3 separate regions of the Sus scrofa genome follow, and all the other regions are linked to region 1. The links are chromatin contacts, called in public Hi-C and HiChIP or PLAC-seq maps. All regions are on one chromosome and are shown on one strand. The core of a region is the stretch at or near the end of the contact, and the rest is flanking DNA. Distances in the headings are between cores, read along the strand shown. Region 1 holds the start of DVL3 (segment polarity protein dishevelled homolog DVL-3). Region 2 holds the start of ALG3 (dol-P-Man:Man(5)GlcNAc(2)-PP-Dol alpha-1,3-mannosyltransferase). Region 3 holds the start of PSMD2 (proteasome 26S subunit, non-ATPase 2).

Region 1 (2,700 bases), core at 54-2,553:
AATGTGGAGAGGTTTCTGAGCCAGAGGTGTCTGAAAGAGGTCCTTAATCTTGAAATGCTATGTTGGCAACAGTAAACAAAATGTTACTGTCATCTTAAAGGACTGATGTAATCTGGTCCCAGTCTACCTTTCCACCCATCTCCCACAATCACTGTAGTCACAATAACCTTCATCTTGTTTCTCAGAAGTTGATTCTTTTTTTTCAGCCATGCCCTTAGCATGCGGAAGTTCCCTGGCCAGGGGTCGAACCCACACCATAGCAGTGGCCTGAGCCACAACAGTGACAACACCGGATCCTTAACCTGATAGGCCATCAGGGAACTTCTGGCAAGTCTGTGCTTGCCTTGAGTCTTTATACTTGGCTGTGCCCTCCACATGGAATGCTCTTTCCCCCAGACCAGACCTTCTTATAGCTGTTTCCTTGTCAGTTCTAGGTCTTCACGCAAATGGAAGAGGCCTTCTCTGACCACCCATATTCTTCTACACTGTTACGTGACTACATTTTATCTTTCATAGCATTTGTCAGTCTAAAGTTACTTACTCACAAGGCTCTGTGCCTCCGTCCAAGTGAGTGAAGGTCGTGAGAGCAACCTTGTCTGTCTTGTTTTGCTATAGATCACTAAGTATGCCTTGCACATTAGTAGGTAAGAAGATGTTAGGAATGAATTATACCTAGTTCTGGTCTGAGACTTCATGTCCCAGTCAGACACACATCTTCATTCTTATACTCATTCTGCATTCAATCCATTTATTAAATCACTACACTACACCTGGTAGTACTGAGGTTTTAAGAGGGAATCAGAACTCTTGTTCTGTCCACAAGAAGTTCAGTTTGGTAGACTCAAGGACAGCATCTATGCTGCTCAATAGACCCCAAAAGGCCATGTCGAGGCCACTTTCTTACAGAGATACATGGTCAGAACTGCGGCCTTACACCCCCCCTTTCTCTGGGAAGCGAAGCCACCCCTGCATTATATTCCTCCCCAGCTGCAGAAGAGCAGCCGATCTCCCTTGGGTCCAGAGCCTGGGCCTTGAAGAGTTCCGAAACACAGCCATCCTGGAAAGATATGTCTTCCTCTGTGGGGGCCTAGGCGGCCGCCTCCACACTCCCCACGAGCCTGGGATGGGAGCTTGGGAGCCGTGCACCCCACCCCCCGGGAGGGTGGGCGGGGTGTCCGCTGGGTCCGGCGGAGGGCTAGGCCATCTGCCGCGAAGCCAGCGCGGCTCGGCGGCGGCCGGGGGCGGGGCCGCGCCGGGGCGGAGCCGCGCCGGGGTCGGGGGAGGGGAGCGGACCGGGCCGCTGCCCAGAGCCTGGAGGGCCGCGGCCACCGGAAGAGTCGCAGTCGCCAGCCGAGCCGGGAGAGTGGGGAGCGGAAGCGGCGGCCGCGACGGCAGCAGGCGGCGCTGGGACCCGGGAGCGGCCGGAGAACAAGGGAGCTGGCGCCGCGGCCGGCCGCGGAGCTGGGCTGAGCCGCTGGGCCGCGCCGAGCGCCGTCGCCGCCCGAGAGGCCCGGCCCGGCCGCCCGAGCAGGCAGCGCGCGGGCCGCCGGGCCCGAGGCCGGAGCCATGGGCGAGACGAAGATCATCTACCATCTGGATGGGCAGGAGACGCCGTATCTGGTGAAGCTGCCCCTGCCCGCGGAGCGCGTCACCTTGGCGGACTTTAAGGGCGTTCTGCAGCGACCCAGCTATAAGTTCTTCTTCAAGTCTATGGACGACGATTTCGGGTGAGGATGGCCCCGCCTCGCCTCCGGGGGACCCCGGCTCCTCTGGCTTCTAGGGGCCCACTCCGCCAGTTTGGACTCCCCTTGCTCCACTGGCTTCTAGCCCTACTCTGGATTCTAGAGGAGACTCGGCCATTTGGTCCCCGTTGGCTCTTTGAGAGGCTGGACTTCCAGCCCTCTAGGGACTCTCCTACCCCCTCCTGTGGGGGACCTTGGCCCCCTCGTTTAGGGGGAACAAACATCCAACTCCCTAAGACCAATCAGTTCCAGCCCAGTCAAGCCCCTTCACCTCTTCAGAGACCATCAGCCCACACAGACAGACACACCCCCCCTCCACCCGGTGCCAGAGCACAGTCCCCAGCCCCTCCTCCTGCCTACGGAGCCACCTCGCTAGTAGAGACTCGGGGTGTTTGGTATTCGCCTTCCCCTTCTCCATCTTTTCAGCTCCACAACTGAGAGCCATATTTGGAGTAACCCACGTCTAAGGGCTATGCTGTGGGACTTTGAACTGGCTGGGGGTGCTCAGGCTGTAAGCCAAGGCCTGCAGCCCTAATGTTTATTTAGCTGTGTCCCCTGTCCCTTGTGGGCTGTTGGGGCTGTTGTCAGGGAGCAGAGTGCCTCAACCCTGAGGCGTCCCCACTAGCCCAGGTGCTGATTTCCTGGCAGAACCAAGGCCTTTTTCCTCCAGATGGTGACCAAGGGGGAGACCTTAGAAAGGGCCTCGGAGTCTGGACCAGAGGGCCAGGAAGGTTCTCTTGGTGTTCATCTTCCCTCCTGGGGTGGGGGTGGGTGGGGGGTGTCTTCTCTACCCAGCTGCAGGGCTTTGGCCAGGAGGAGTTTGGAAGCAGTGGCTTCCCCTTTAAGAGGGGATGGAATGTTGGAGCCCGGAAGGTTCTGTAGCAGCTGGCCTGGGAGGGGGAGCCTGGCAGATCCCCTCACCACCCCCCAACTCCCAGGGGACTGGGGGAGGGGGAGG
Region 2 (2,700 bases), core at 188-2,687, 73 kb after region 1:
CTTATGTTTCAAGGAAGACTCTAGGAAGCCTTCTCTGACTCCTCAAGGCCTGGCTTAAGTGCCCTCTTGTGTCCTTTATAGCACTGTCTTACTATCATGATGAATATGACAGCATTGTAATTTTATACTAATACATCTCTGTCCAGGCCTACACAACCAAAAAATGTGTCTATCTTTTTCGAACTATACTCTTGGCACCTAGCATAGTGTTAGCCATATAATAAACACTCAACAAATATGTACTGAATTAACTATCTTAAGCAAGAAAGCTTTAAGTCCAATGTTTTCAGCCTGGAAAGCAGCCACCAATAATGCCAAATGACTCAAGCGATCACAAAACGCTATCGCTAAGAAGAGAGTTCGAGACCTCAGAACTGAACAGATGAGAAGCTTGAGACACAGCAAGAGAAGTGACGGGTCCAAATTCACAGAGACAAGCAGCAGCAGCAGTACATTAAATTGGACCCAAATTTTCTGGAAGGGATTAAGATCAGGTTTCGTTTTCAGTGGAGCAATCTTTAGTTTTTACTGGGGTAAAAAATAAAGGCCTGCATTGAAGATTGAGTGGATGAGGGGTCTAAGAGCTCTAAATCTAGGTCCCAGTTTGGGTCGGGGGTTCGGTCCCCTTCCCTACCCTCCCCTCCCCCTCGGCGCACTCACATGCCACCCTGTGAATGACCCAGAAGGTGATGCCCACCTCCGCCAAGCAGAGGCAGGCGGCCACCAGCAGCGTGTAGCGTGGCTCCAGCAGTAGTAGGCGCCGCTCTTGCCAGGCGCGCCGCAGCCATTGCCCGCACTGTCCCGCCGCCAGGGCTGCGGGACCTGCCCGGCCGCGTTTCCGCAGGCTCGCCGCCATCTTGATGGTGCACCGCTCCTGTGGGCCCGCTACCTCGGAAGCCCGATCCTTGGGTATTTGGGTTCCGCTTCCCGCGCTGCATGTCCCAACGGACTGAGCGTAGGCTGGAGTTGTCAGAGTCCTTATTTACTCCAAAATTCACTTCTTCTATATCTGTCTCCCCTATGGAGTGCACACTCTACAAGTAGAAATAATGTCACTCCTCAGTACATACTTAACCCTGGACCCACAGGGGCTAATGTGGATCGAAGTTTGCCCGGAAAGGAACATTCTTGTCTGTGCCCTGTCTCTCCCCTCCATCTCCCCGGCCCAGTATAACACTTAGCCTGTGTCGTTAATATCAGCGTACATGCCAGTCTTTCCTGGAGGATAAGACCTGTGCTACTCCCGCCATCCCTCAGAGTTCTCTGGGTGCTCAATACTGGGAAGAAATAAATTCCTCATTAATTTTCAGACTTCTTAATGGGAGGAGCCAATCAAACAAAGTATGAGAAGGGGAGTGACGAGCCCGAGTGAGTGCGACACCAGGACTGTGGCTCAGAAGTTAGCAATGCTGCCGGAGGACTCAGGGTCTGGACGATATGACTCCCCCATCCGGAGGATTCTTCCCAGCGCACTTAACAGAGAACGGAAGTTCCACGTGTTTATGTTGAGCAATTGCTGGTGCTGGGCGGAGACGTAAAGGCCACGCCTCCTACATGCCACCATTCCGATTGGTTACATAGGAGCGCCAAGCCCCGCCCAGATGTGAGAACCTGCAGCCCTGCGAACCCAGAAGCGGCAAGCATGGCCTCTCCAAGGGCCTCCACGCCCCTGCCGGAGTTACCAGAAAAGAACAGCGGGTACCGCGAAGTCCAGTACTGGGACCAGCGCTACCAAGGCGCTGCCGACTCTGCCCCCTACGAGTGGTTCGGGGACTTCTCCTCCTTCCGTGACCTCCTAGAGCCGGAGCTGCGGCCCGAGGACCGTATCCTTGTGTTAGGTGGGTAGTCTCGGGACTGCCCAGCCCAAGGGGACTGTTCCTGCTCCTCGCTTCTGCCTGCCCCTCTGAGAGGACGCCCTAGTCAGAAGTGAAGACCCAGAACCTTCAGAATCTCTGCAGTAGTTGCCAGGGCAAACAGGTGCCAAGAGATTCTTAGTCCGGGGACCGCCACCCCCTCCCCCGTAGAAAGTCTGAGTCTGAATGTAGTAAGTGGGTAGGTGACCCATAACTCGGTTCCGGCCCCTAGGGAGGCAGCCTCGAGCACTAAGAGAGCTCAGGGGACTTACTTCAATTCCCAGCGCTAGCTGACTGTAAGACAGGACGAATCGTGAACCTGTTCTGAGCCTTGGGTTCACTTCCAGAAATGGAACTGGGAATTCAAGTCGGGTAGGGCACGTGCAGGTACCTCGAGCGCAATGCCTAGCGCTTTTTATGTTTGCCCGGCTGGGCACCGGGAGCCATCGTCACTCAGAGACTGATCTTTTCACTCTAAACTCTAACAAACCTGGTCCTATGCATCCATATGCCCCATTCTCCGCCCCCCACTCCGCCCTGCGGTGTGCAGTGAGGACAGGGGCAGCACTCTCTGAGGGGAGATTGCTGCGGAGGATGGTGTGATTTTTTCCAAAGGAACAAATAATGGGTTGTAAGGTGGGGCTCTGAGAGGTCCACTTGCCCATACTGGGGTTCTCTTACTCTTCCAGCCTTGGGGACTCCAGTGAAATTTGATTAAGCAACAGATTTCCTTCTAATTATAGTTTTTATTTTGGTGTTTTTAAAAGCATGTATATGTTTAAGTGAAATATTTCCCATATATGAGACATTTATAATACATTATATATGTAAGGTATAAATAATAACT
Region 3 (2,700 bases), core at 114-2,613, 110 kb after region 1:
TGGCACTGCTGTGAGCTGTGGTGTATGTTGCAGATGCAGCTCAGATCTGATGTTGTTGTGGCTGTGGTGTAGGCCGGCAGCTGTAGCTCCGATTCAGCCCCTAGGCTGGGAACCTCCATATGCTGTGGGTTCAGCCCTAAAAAGCAGAAAAAAATAAATAAAAATCAGGAGTTCCCATTGTGGCTCAGTGGGTTAAGAACCAGACTAGTATCCATGAAGATGAGGGTTTGATCCCTGGCCTTGCTCAGTGGGTTAAGGATCTGGCACTGAAAGCTGCTGCAGAGATTGCAGATGTGGCTTAGCTCCGACCTGGTGTTGCCGTGGCTGTTGCTTAGGCCTGAGGCTGCAACTCTTATTTGACCCCTAGCCTGGGAACTTCCATATCCCACAGGTGTGACCGTAAAAAGAAAAAAAAAAAAAAAAAAAAAAAAAGACAGACTGAGGACAAGTCAAAAAGACAGCTCTTATCTTCTTTTGTTTTCAGTTCCAGGATTTCGCATTAGTGCCTAGGACTTCATGTATTCATTTCTTTTTTTTTTTTTTTTTTTTTTTTTTTTTTTTTTGTCTTTTTGTTGTTGTTGTTGTTGCTATTTCTTGGGCCGCTCCTGCGGCATATGGAGGTTCCCAGGCCAGGGGTTGAATCGGAGCTGTAGCTGCTGGCCTACGCCAGAGCCACAGCAACGCGGGATCCGAGCCGTGTCTGCAACCTACACCACAGCTCACGGCAACGCCGGATCATTAACCCACTGAGCAAGGGCAGGGACCGAACCCGCAACCTCATGGTTCCTAGTCGGATTCGTTAACCACTGCGCCACGACGGGAACTCCCCATGTATTCATTTCTACTCCATCTGGCAACCCTGTGATTTTAAGATGGTATCCACATGTAATATCAGAGCACCTTCCTCAAGGCGCGGGGGAGGGGGGTGAAATGGGGAGGTGGGGGATGTTATGAGGTTAATATTCCATAGTGTTGTGGGTTATAAACACATATTACACAGACTTCACACAGAGGGCATTCAAGCGTCCTGGAGTTCAAGAATCTTGTCTGTTGATCCCACCACGTTGCAAACTGGAGTATCACTGTAGGTTCTATTCACACCGCTATAAGGGACCCTAGGGGCAGTCTCGGCTCGCAGCCGGCTCAACTCCTACAGCAGCAGGCGCCCCAAATCCCGACAGCTCAGGAAACTCCAGGTTCGAGCCGGCGCCCGGAAAACTGGGAATTGTAGTTTCCTTGCGGCTTCGGAGGGCGGGGTCGGAGGGCAAGGGCTCCCAGGCCGCCGGGGTAGGTGGGGCGCCGCGGCGTTTCCGGTCGCAGGCGGGCTCTGGAGAAGGAGGGGCGCCGTGGGCGAAGAGCGCGAGGCCCTCTGGGAAACCGGGCGGTGCGCACGGTGTGCGCGCAGCGGGCCGGCAGTGGCAGCAGAGATGGAGGAGGGCGGCCGGGATAAGGCGTCGCTGCAGACTCAGCAGCCCCCAGCGACGTCCCCCGGCGGCGGGGACGAGAAGTCGAGCAGCAAGGAGCGGCGAGATGCCGGGGACAAGGACAAAGAGCAGGAGCTGGTGAGGCGCAGCCCCGGGAGCCGGCGGAGGAGGCCGCGGCGGGCTGAGTCACGGCGGCTCCGCAGGCCTCGGGCTCGACTCCCAACGGCCGCACAGTGCGGGGGAGAGGGCGGATAGGGCGATCCTCGGGGCTCCCGGCGCCCTGCCTTTCTACCCCCCATCCTCCATTCCGCGCTGTTACCTCCTCCGCCCCTACCAGGCCTCATCACCATCTCTTGTGGGCCCGGGCGTGTCATTGTCACCCCCGCTTTTCAAAACGGCGTTCGAGCAGAGCCTGGCCCAGAAGCCAGGCGGCCTTCCCACCAGGGCTTTCCATTCCTCTCTCTTCCCTTGTCGACCTGATGCCTCCTAAGGAGGCGGACTCACTCTCCACCTGCCCCAGGGTGAATGGGAGGAGGATGGGTTTGGGATTCCTTCTCTTGATGCGCATCTTCCCCCAATCTTCCAGTCTGAGGAGGACAAACAACTTCAGGATGAACTGGAGATGCTCGTGGAACGACTTGGGGTGAGTCAGAATGTCAGCAAGAGCTGGTGTATATATGAATCTTACTCACTTGTTTGCTTTATTCCACTTTGGGGCAACAACTCATAGGTGAGGTATAGGGAACGATGGACCATATTTTAGGTCCATCAGTGTTAGAACCATGTTGTGAGGAAAGGGAGGAAAAAAGATAATTGAAAGATTTTATAGCCTTGTCTTGTGGGAGAAGCCATTCTTGAACTCTTACCTGGAGACATTTGTTTTTGTGCCAGGCGTGTGCAAGGAGGCGGGCAATTGCAGACACAGTTCCTTTCCTAGGGAAGTTGTTAAACACTTCTATATTATGACTTAAGGGATGAGACTCCTTTTGTCTGAGCCCTAACATCTCCTGATCAGGAGAAGGACACGTCCCTGTACCGACCAGCCCTGGAAGAACTGCGGAGACAGATTCGTTCTTCTACAACTTCCATGACATCAGTACCCAAGCCTCTTAAATTTCTGCGTCCACACTATGGCAAACTGAAGGAGATCTATGAGAACATGGCCCCTGGGGAGAATAAGGTAAAACTATTTTGGAAGCTGATGGAAGCCTAGTTTAGGAATTCTTTTCCATCTAGACATGGGGCTAATGGTGAGTCTCAGGAAACCTGATGATGT

The links. Hi-C and Micro-C count contacts between places; a contact is called where the count stands out from the background. HiChIP or PLAC-seq counts read pairs in DNA pulled down with a chosen protein or histone mark.
Region 2: a Hi-C map of subcutaneous adipose tissue shows a contact between it and region 1, with 2.1 times the contacts expected there. The contact joins the promoter of ALG3 here to the promoter of DVL3 in region 1. A contact is called at or near these places in 1 of 5 promoter capture datasets (fetal skeletal muscle), 9 of 47 Hi-C or Micro-C datasets (alveolar macrophages, blood, embryonic fibroblasts and 5 more) and 2 of 2 datasets of contacts at active chromatin or transcription factors (alveolar macrophages and skeletal muscle).
Region 3: a contact with region 1 is called in an H3K27ac HiChIP or PLAC-seq map of alveolar macrophages. The contact joins the promoter of PSMD2 here to the promoter of DVL3 in region 1. A contact is called at or near these places in 5 of 5 promoter capture datasets (fetal liver, fetal skeletal muscle, liver and 1 more), 25 of 47 Hi-C or Micro-C datasets (adipose tissue, alveolar macrophages, brain and 13 more) and 2 of 2 datasets of contacts at active chromatin or transcription factors (alveolar macrophages and skeletal muscle).

The regions. Positions count from the first base shown.
Region 1 is chr13:122,074,551-122,077,250 of Sscrofa11.1, forward strand. DVL3 (segment polarity protein dishevelled homolog DVL-3) reads left to right here and starts at 1,304. Exons shown (of 16, transcript XM_021069945.1): 1 at 1,304-1,727. The coding sequence starts at 1,567.
Region 2 is chr13:122,147,340-122,150,039 of Sscrofa11.1, forward strand. ALG3 (dol-P-Man:Man(5)GlcNAc(2)-PP-Dol alpha-1,3-mannosyltransferase) reads right to left here and starts at 1,438. Exons shown (of 10, transcript XM_005670035.3): 1 at 1,206-1,438; 2 at 698-1,034. The coding sequence starts at 1,250. It overlaps ECE2 (endothelin-converting enzyme 2), which reads left to right and starts at 1,590. Exons shown (of 18, transcript XM_013982250.2): 1 at 1,590-1,838. The coding sequence starts at 1,643.
Region 3 is chr13:122,186,137-122,188,836 of Sscrofa11.1, forward strand. PSMD2 (proteasome 26S subunit, non-ATPase 2) reads left to right here and starts at 1,364. Exons shown (of 21, transcript NM_001243477.1): 1 at 1,364-1,562; 2 at 2,011-2,067; 3 at 2,440-2,604. The coding sequence starts at 1,428.